Linked DNA regions of Mus musculus: region 1 is linked to region 2. Evidence: chromatin contacts called from public Hi-C data. All regions are on one chromosome and are shown on one strand. The core of a region is the stretch at or near the end of the contact, and the rest is flanking DNA. Distances in the headings are between cores, read along the strand shown.

Region 1 (3,526 bases), core at 1,023-3,522, 50 kb after region 2:
CAAAGATATTTAGACCTCTTCCATTCCAACTTGTATCCCCTTGCTCTTCTTCATTTGCCTTATTGCACTAGCTAAGACTTTATTGAGTAGGTGTGGAGATAGTGGAAAATCTGGACTTGTTCCTGATTTTAGTAGAAATGCTTTGAGTTTCTGTCCATTTAAGTTGATCCTGGCTATGGGCTTGCTGTAAACTCCCTTCATTTTATTGAGGTATGTCTCTTGCATCCCCGATCTCTCCAGGACTTTTACCATGAAGGGGTGATGAATTTTGTCAATGGCCTTTTCTGCATCTAATGAGGTAATCCTGCGTTTTTTGTCTTTGAGATTGTTGATACTTGACACTCCTTTTAAGCCTCTCCTCCCCAAACCCAACCTTTCTGGGGCTACTCCACTCTTTTTATAGCTCCTCTACCTTCTCATAGATACAATCACACATTTTTCTCAGTGTTCACTTTCCTGCTACATTTCTAACCTTGTGATTATCATTTAGAAGAGCCATCTCTTTAACCACCTTGAAGTTGTTTGAATTCATATCTACAGGCTCTCCATGAAAGCAATCATGTTACCAGGTAATAATTTCTTTTTTGTTTTTGTTTTTTCCAAGATGTATTCTCCTTACTGTTTTGTTTTCTTTGGATCTACTGGGTTAAGTTAAGATATCAAGAAAACTTTGTCTCGTGGCAGCAGATCTTATTATCCTAATAACTTTATGGCTTAAGGCAAGAGCACAGAGAATGGTCACACCCCTTATGTCTAAATATTGAAAGATTCAATTAAGTATTGTAGATTGTAAGTGAGGCTAGCCAAACTGTTAGATTAAATATCATTATCTCTCTACATGACACACCTAAGTTACAGCAAACATCATACAACCACCTGGAAGGCCAAAGTCAATTCCAGAGTGCCACAGCTCCCTGTTGTACTTTTTCAAAACTTAACACTAGTTATCTTTACTTCAAAAGGTCTTGTTTAATGGATTCGGTGTGTGTGTGTGTGTGTGTGTGTGTGAGAGAGAGAGAGAGAGAGAGAGAGAGAGAGAGAGAACACACATCATCTCTCAGTGAGCCTGGAGGTTACCAATTCAACAAGACCAGCTGGGCAGCAAGCTCATGGATCCTTTTGTCTATTTAGATAGTATTAGGATCATAAACATATACCACAGAGCTTGGTTTTGTATGTGGGTGCTGGGTGTCCAAACTCAGGTCTTCATTGTGAAGCAGGCACTTTACCAATTAAATGATTCCCTATTGCTTGTTTAACTGACTTTGGCATTTTACCATCCATCCTATGGCATTACCTAATACCTTTATTTTTCTCCTTGGGATGAAAATTTGATAGATATGCCTCAATCTATGAACTAAGGGTACCATAAACACTAACATCCAGTATACCCCAAAGAAAATTCAAATAGCTTAATTAATAATGAGCTTTATTTTAAAAATTGCCTTTCAAGACTTTCTTAAGCCCCTAATCTGTGGGCTAAAATTCCCCCTCTACTTCCTTTCTACCTGCAGATCCTAAGAACTGAGTTTCCTTACAGCTAACAGGAAATGTTCTTAAGACTGTTGAAAACTTCATCATCAGAAGATCCATTTCAAGCAAAGACCTGAATAGTCATATATATATTTTAGTTGGCTAGGTCTTGAGGTCAGAACATTCAGAGAGGAGAATCAATGACCTGCACACACTTCAAAGCTTGTTCTAGCAGCAGCTGGTCCAACTGGAACTACTTGAGAAGAAATTAGGAAAACCAGCTGTGAGTACAGCGCTGTCACAAACGGGCTGAACTGGAGTGAGTCACTTCCTATCTGTGCTGAGCCTCAAAGTGACCAGGTATCATTTTAATAAGGACAGACGCCCAAAGCACTGCAGCAGGCTCTGGACAAAAAAGTTTATGCCTTCTTTCATTTGTGCCTGTGGCTATTCAGATACTCCTAGCCAGTCACTCAGGGGCTCTGGGAGGCGGGGCGGGGCGGGGCGGGGAAGGATGGCACTGGGTTCCGAGCTTCAGTTTTTACACACCTAAAGAGCTAGGGGCACAAGGCCGTCCTCGCCAACAAAATTCAAGGAACACAATGTGCAGGAAAACTGTAACATGTAGAAGGTTATCCAAGTGTAAATTGTCTTAGATACAGTACACAAGACGACCCATAAAACACTTGGAATTGTTCATCCAGTGGTTGGCACACTATATTACCTCCACGCCCACTGGCCGGGTAGGGGGCGGGGCCACATATCCCGCCCCTGGAGACGCCCCGCCCCTCTCGCGTCTGCGCAGTGTGTATCGACGGCCTCGAGCGCCTAGGCGGGAGGTAAGGGGCTGCCGGGCTGCCGCCACGGGGTCGCTGGGCTGCGATGTGTCACCGCGGGCCGGGCTGTGGACGCAAGGGAGAGGCGCCGGTCACCAAGCCCGGCCTCGGGTCAGTGTGAGCGCCGGGGCCGCGACCAGAAGTGGCCAAGCCTCTCTGTTTTCAGTTTTGGAGTAGCTGTCCCTGCGGGAGCGGGGAGGCCGAGGCCCCACTGCGCTATGCCCTCCCGGGTCGCTGTGAAGAGCTGCTTCGGGCCCTGGGTCGCCGGGCCAGCCGCGCCGCTGGGGTCGTTGGTGTGGCCTGGGTGCGTCCTGGTGACTCCGTGAGGGACGACGCGACACCGGTGCCCAAGCAGGACGCGGAGAGGCCGCAGCTGCGGGGACCGAGCCAGCACTTACTCTCCTTGTACCACCCACATGCCCAAGGGGACGCATTTCCTTGGGAGATAGTGTTATCAGCAGTTTGGGACCTTTTTCCTGGAAAGGGGCTCTTTCGCTTTTAAATAACTCTTGAGTAATTTACTTCACCTTTGGGTACTTTTTCTTCTTGTGGAACCCTAGTATCATGGTACCCATATCATCTTAGTTGCAAGTACCAAGAGATTAAGTTTATAAAAAGCACTTGACACCTCTCACTGCAAATGTGTGTGCTTGGAAAATGACTGCAGGCCTGTCTTCTACACGTTCTTTCATCCATGAAACAGCAATTATTATACATGCACAAACACCAGACAAAAAAATTTGGAGTCATTTGCAATTATTGAAAAGTTGCAGAAGTTGCTGGAGGCCTTGGTGGCCCATGCCTTTAATCCCAGCATTAGGAGGCAGAGGCAGGAGGATCTCTTGACTTCAAGGCTAGCTTAGTCTACAGACTGAATTCCAGGACAGCCCTACACAGAGAAACCCTGTCTTAGAAAAACAAAAAAGAGAGAAAGAAAACTCGTACACATAGTACAGAACACTACAGCGCCCTTGTGTTAGTATTTTACATACCATCCTTAATACAGTCACAGAGAGCAAGAGATTACTATCTGGTTAACTGGGTCTCTTGGGATTCCATTCTTTTTATTAGAGTCCCTTCTGTATTCTACAATGGTATCTAGTAAGCAGCCTTACTCTTGATGGGCCTGGCGACATTACCTTTTCCAATCTGTAGCAGTATCATGACTTTGTGTGCTTTGAAGAGTCAGGAATGTTGGTAATGCCTTTCAAGTAGGA
Region 2 (3,545 bases), core at 292-2,791:
GATGATCTACAGTGGCAGCTGGCTCTGAGCACAAAGTAGGTCAGGGAGAAGCAGAGGAAACAGCGAGTCGTATAGCATAGGGGCTGAGGCTCACAAGGAGAGCCTGGCTCATGAAGCCAGTTCTTGCTTTGTTTTGTGCTATGGAGGTTAATGGACACCAGGGTACCAGGTGTTCCCAACTCATAGGGTCCACATAGCATCCAGAATAGAAATTAAGCGGAAGGTGGTGCTAGTCTCTGCAACCCATTTGTGCTGTGCTGTGATCAGAGCTGACCAACCCACTGCCCACTTGGGTAGAGATTGCTGGAGGAAGAGGCAGTTTGGCATGGCAATTAAAACATGGGTTTCTGGTTCTGGTAACCCCCTTATTAAACTGGAGTCTGGTGTTTCTTTAGCAAGAATTATTGAGTAGCATAGCTGTCTTCTCTGTACTTGTTTCCTCATCCACAACATGGGGATAATAACATCCGTTCCATGGGGTGGCAGTGTAGGTTATGAAAGACTGGGTTTATGACACAGCCAAACTGGACTCATGGAAGACCTTAGATCTCCTTATGCCTTGGATCATATCTCCTTGGAGTGGGATTGACAGAAGCTCCCTCAAGATGGGGTCTGACCTGTCCTTCTCTTTGGAAACCTTGAGCAGTATAAAATCAAACTCAGTGTCTTGAAGAAAAGGTGGTAGCTTTATATGGCAGTAAGAACTCACACCTATAATTCCAGCACACAAGAGACTAAGGCAAGAGGATTGTGGGTTCAAGGCTAGCTTGTCCTACATGGTGAGTTTAAGACCGGCCCGTCTCAAACAAAACAAGGCAGTATAGAATGTTTGGCGACTATTTCCTTAGCCACTTAGGTGACTCAAAGGACAGTGATCACAAAAGAGTGAGGGAGACTGGATGGACCGAATGATTTGTATGTAGGTCTTTCTCAAGGGTAACTCCAGTTGCTACCTTCATTCCTGACAGCCTTTCTAGAGCAAGCTGTCCGAGGTGCTGCAGATACCACACAAGCAGAATTAGCCCTCTAATCCCACAAAACTCTTGGGATTTGGTGACTGGGAAGGATCTGGGATGCATAGGAGCAATGGGCAATAGAGGAAGAGCAGTGCCCAGGAAGCACCCCCACTGTTGTGAGCAGCCACTGTCCGGTGAGTGGGCAGTCCCAAGGTCTTGATGTCTCAGGATGCCTCATAGTCAGAAAGTGGAGCAACAGATGAGCCCTAGGAAAATTCATTCAAAAACCTGTCTTATCTGAAACCAGACAGGCACCTGGGAAAGGGAGGAGGGATCTTAGTCCATTAGCCAGTCTTGCTTTCACAAAAAGCCTTCAGAAATTGGATAGTGGTGGTAGTTTACCCAAACATGATGTCTCTCCCCACCCACCAATTTATTTTCTTCTTCCTCCCCTGAAGTACTGGGTGGTGAGATGGGACAGGAAGTAGTCTCTTTTTGATCAATCTCCCATCCTACAGTAATGGGGAGTTCCCCCACAGTTTGTGGTTTTCACATGTTTTCTGGGTCCCCAGTTCATCTGCCCTAACCATTGCCTCCTGTCAAAGCCACATCCCTGGAGCAATGTGAAGGCTTTGCTTCTTTGACATTGATGGGGTGCAGTGTGTTGTTATCGGCTTGCCACCCTCCAAACAGAAAGTTAGTGCGGTGTTACCTCTTTACAAAGTTTAGGCATTGGGGCCTCTCTAAGCCAGGCTGTCGTTGTGCAGGAATAGGAAGCTGAACTGGGCATGCATCCTAATAACAGGAATTTTGTCATCTACCAAGATATGGTATAAGGAGCTCTATGCATGGTGGTTAGCCTTTAAATTCTTTGGTTTAGTTTGGTTTGGTTTTTGGTTTTCTGAGACAGTGTCTCACTATTTAGCCCTGGCTGTGCCTGAACTCTGTAGATCAGGCTGGCCTGGAACTCACAGATCTGTCTGCCTCTGCCTCCAGAGTTCTAGGTTTAGAGGCAGAAGCCACTATGTCTGGCAATGTTTAGGTTTCTGAAGGGATAGGTTCAGTGAAGAGGAAGTCTGGGTAAACGGTACGTTATGGGGAATTAAGAACACTCAATGTGCTGGTCATGAATAACTTCCTAACGCAGTAGCATTTCGATGAAAAGGTCACTCTAAACCAGGGAAACCAGAGATCCAGGGCATGACCATAAAACAGCCCAGCACAGTTGTGGGGAAATCATGGACAGTCAAAGTGCTTTCTTCATGGATTTAATCATATACATGACCAGAGCGGAAAGAGGAGAGCATTTCAAGGAGTCCAAGCAATGATTCTGAACGACTTCCTGTTCTGAAGCAAACGTGAGAGCAGAGGCAGGAATCTACTCTGGAAGATAGTGTTGCCACCTCCCGGGGCACCAGCTTGCACACAGTCTCTGGGCTCTGGGAAAATGTAAAGGCTTTTCAGTGAAACAACTGACTCATTGGGATATTTGCCTTGTTACTATGAACTATAACCTTGGGGTATAAGCATGAATTTCCTATCCAGTGATCGATAGGGGAATATGTTCTAAAGGGTCCTTTGGAGCCAATAGCAGAAGAAATTTTGATGCCCAAGTGGAGTTTTGTTTTTTGTTTTTTTTTTAATTTCCCAAGGTGTTGTTTTATAGATTCAAGGTAGAACAATGAGTTCTTTCTCTTCTATCTATTTTTCCTGGTCTTCTTGGAACATGACCTCTAAGATGGAAGAAAGGCAGATCTAGGGGCAGTGTGAGATCAGCACTTGGCTGATCCCTCACCCTGTCGCTCCAGAGCATGTCTGCTTGCTTTAAATATCTGGCCATTCTGATTTTTCCATCAAATAGAGCTATCAGCCATGTGGCAAGGGCAAGTATGGATGTGGAGATTAAAGGTCTGAGTTCAGGTCTTCACATGGCCACACTTGGGATATACTTTGGGGGCCCAAACAAAAGTCTAAATCCTGCTGTCTGGTGCATGACCCGTATTCACCGAACACGTGTGTTGTAAATATCAAATATCAGCAAGTCTCTCAAATTAGGAAAATCTAAATAATTTTTAGCCCACCATTGTTATTAGAAAATAGCCTGACTCCCTGAGAGATGCCTAATTTCACTTAGATTAATTCAGTCGGTGTCTGTGGCGCTCTGCCACATGCCAGGCGCAGAGTCCCTTCCCTTTAAGGAGTCCATAGTCTTAGAAAGACAGACAGAAAAGACAGCTTTGTGCACCTCGACCTAACTTGTGGCTCCCTGACCAGTGTGGGTTCTGGGGCTGGCCAGCAGTTGGCAGAGGACACATGGTTCAATAAGTGGCAGCAGTGTGACTTCCTAGAGACAGAGGAGGGGCTCAGAGCAGGAAGTCCTGTTACATGTTTGCTGTCTCCGGAACAGCCCCATTTTTTTTTCTTCCTCCTTGGCTAGAACTGTGTCATCATCTCAAAGTTGGCCAGTGGCCCAAGACCTGCTCAAGAAAGCTGGCTTGGGGGGATGGGCTACTGTTGAATGCTATCCGTCCCTGTCTCTATGCACTGCCTTCTGCTCTGAGGAGGAGATCCTGGGGCTTCTCTTATCAA

Evidence for each region. A called contact is a pair of places that touch in the nucleus more often than the background predicts.
Region 1: a contact with region 2 is called in a Hi-C map of CD8 T cells, with 1.7 times the contacts expected there. The contact joins the promoter of Stx17 here to the enhancer-like site in region 2. A contact is called at or near these places in 3 of 39 promoter capture datasets (3T3-L1-derived adipocytes, epiblast stem cells and neutrophils), 2 of 15 datasets of contacts at CTCF or cohesin (CD8 T cells and the NIH/3T3 cell line), 15 of 484 Hi-C or Micro-C datasets (CD4 T cells, CD8 T cells, LSK cells and 6 more), 4 of 115 datasets of contacts at active chromatin or transcription factors (effector CD8 T cells, embryonic fibroblasts, memory CD8 T cells and 1 more) and 2 of 9 other capture datasets (adipose tissue and pancreatic islet).

Annotation. Positions count from the first base shown.
Region 1 is chr4:48,122,647-48,126,172 of GRCm38.p6, forward strand. Stx17 (syntaxin 17) reads left to right here and starts at 2,273. Exons shown (of 8, transcript NM_026343.2): 1 at 2,273-2,312.
Region 2 is chr4:48,073,515-48,077,059 of GRCm38.p6, forward strand. All of the region lies in intron 7 of Nr4a3 (nuclear receptor subfamily 4, group A, member 3), which reads left to right. Among named protein-coding and RNA genes, the nearest start is that of Nr4a3, 30 kb to the left of the region's middle. Within about 2 kb of position 1,542, at least 55 of the 459 cell types and tissues checked have an H3K27ac peak or open chromatin away from gene starts, as enhancers often do. A contact at or near this core is called in CD8 T cells, Th17 cells, effector CD8 T cells and 2 more, where this site is marked.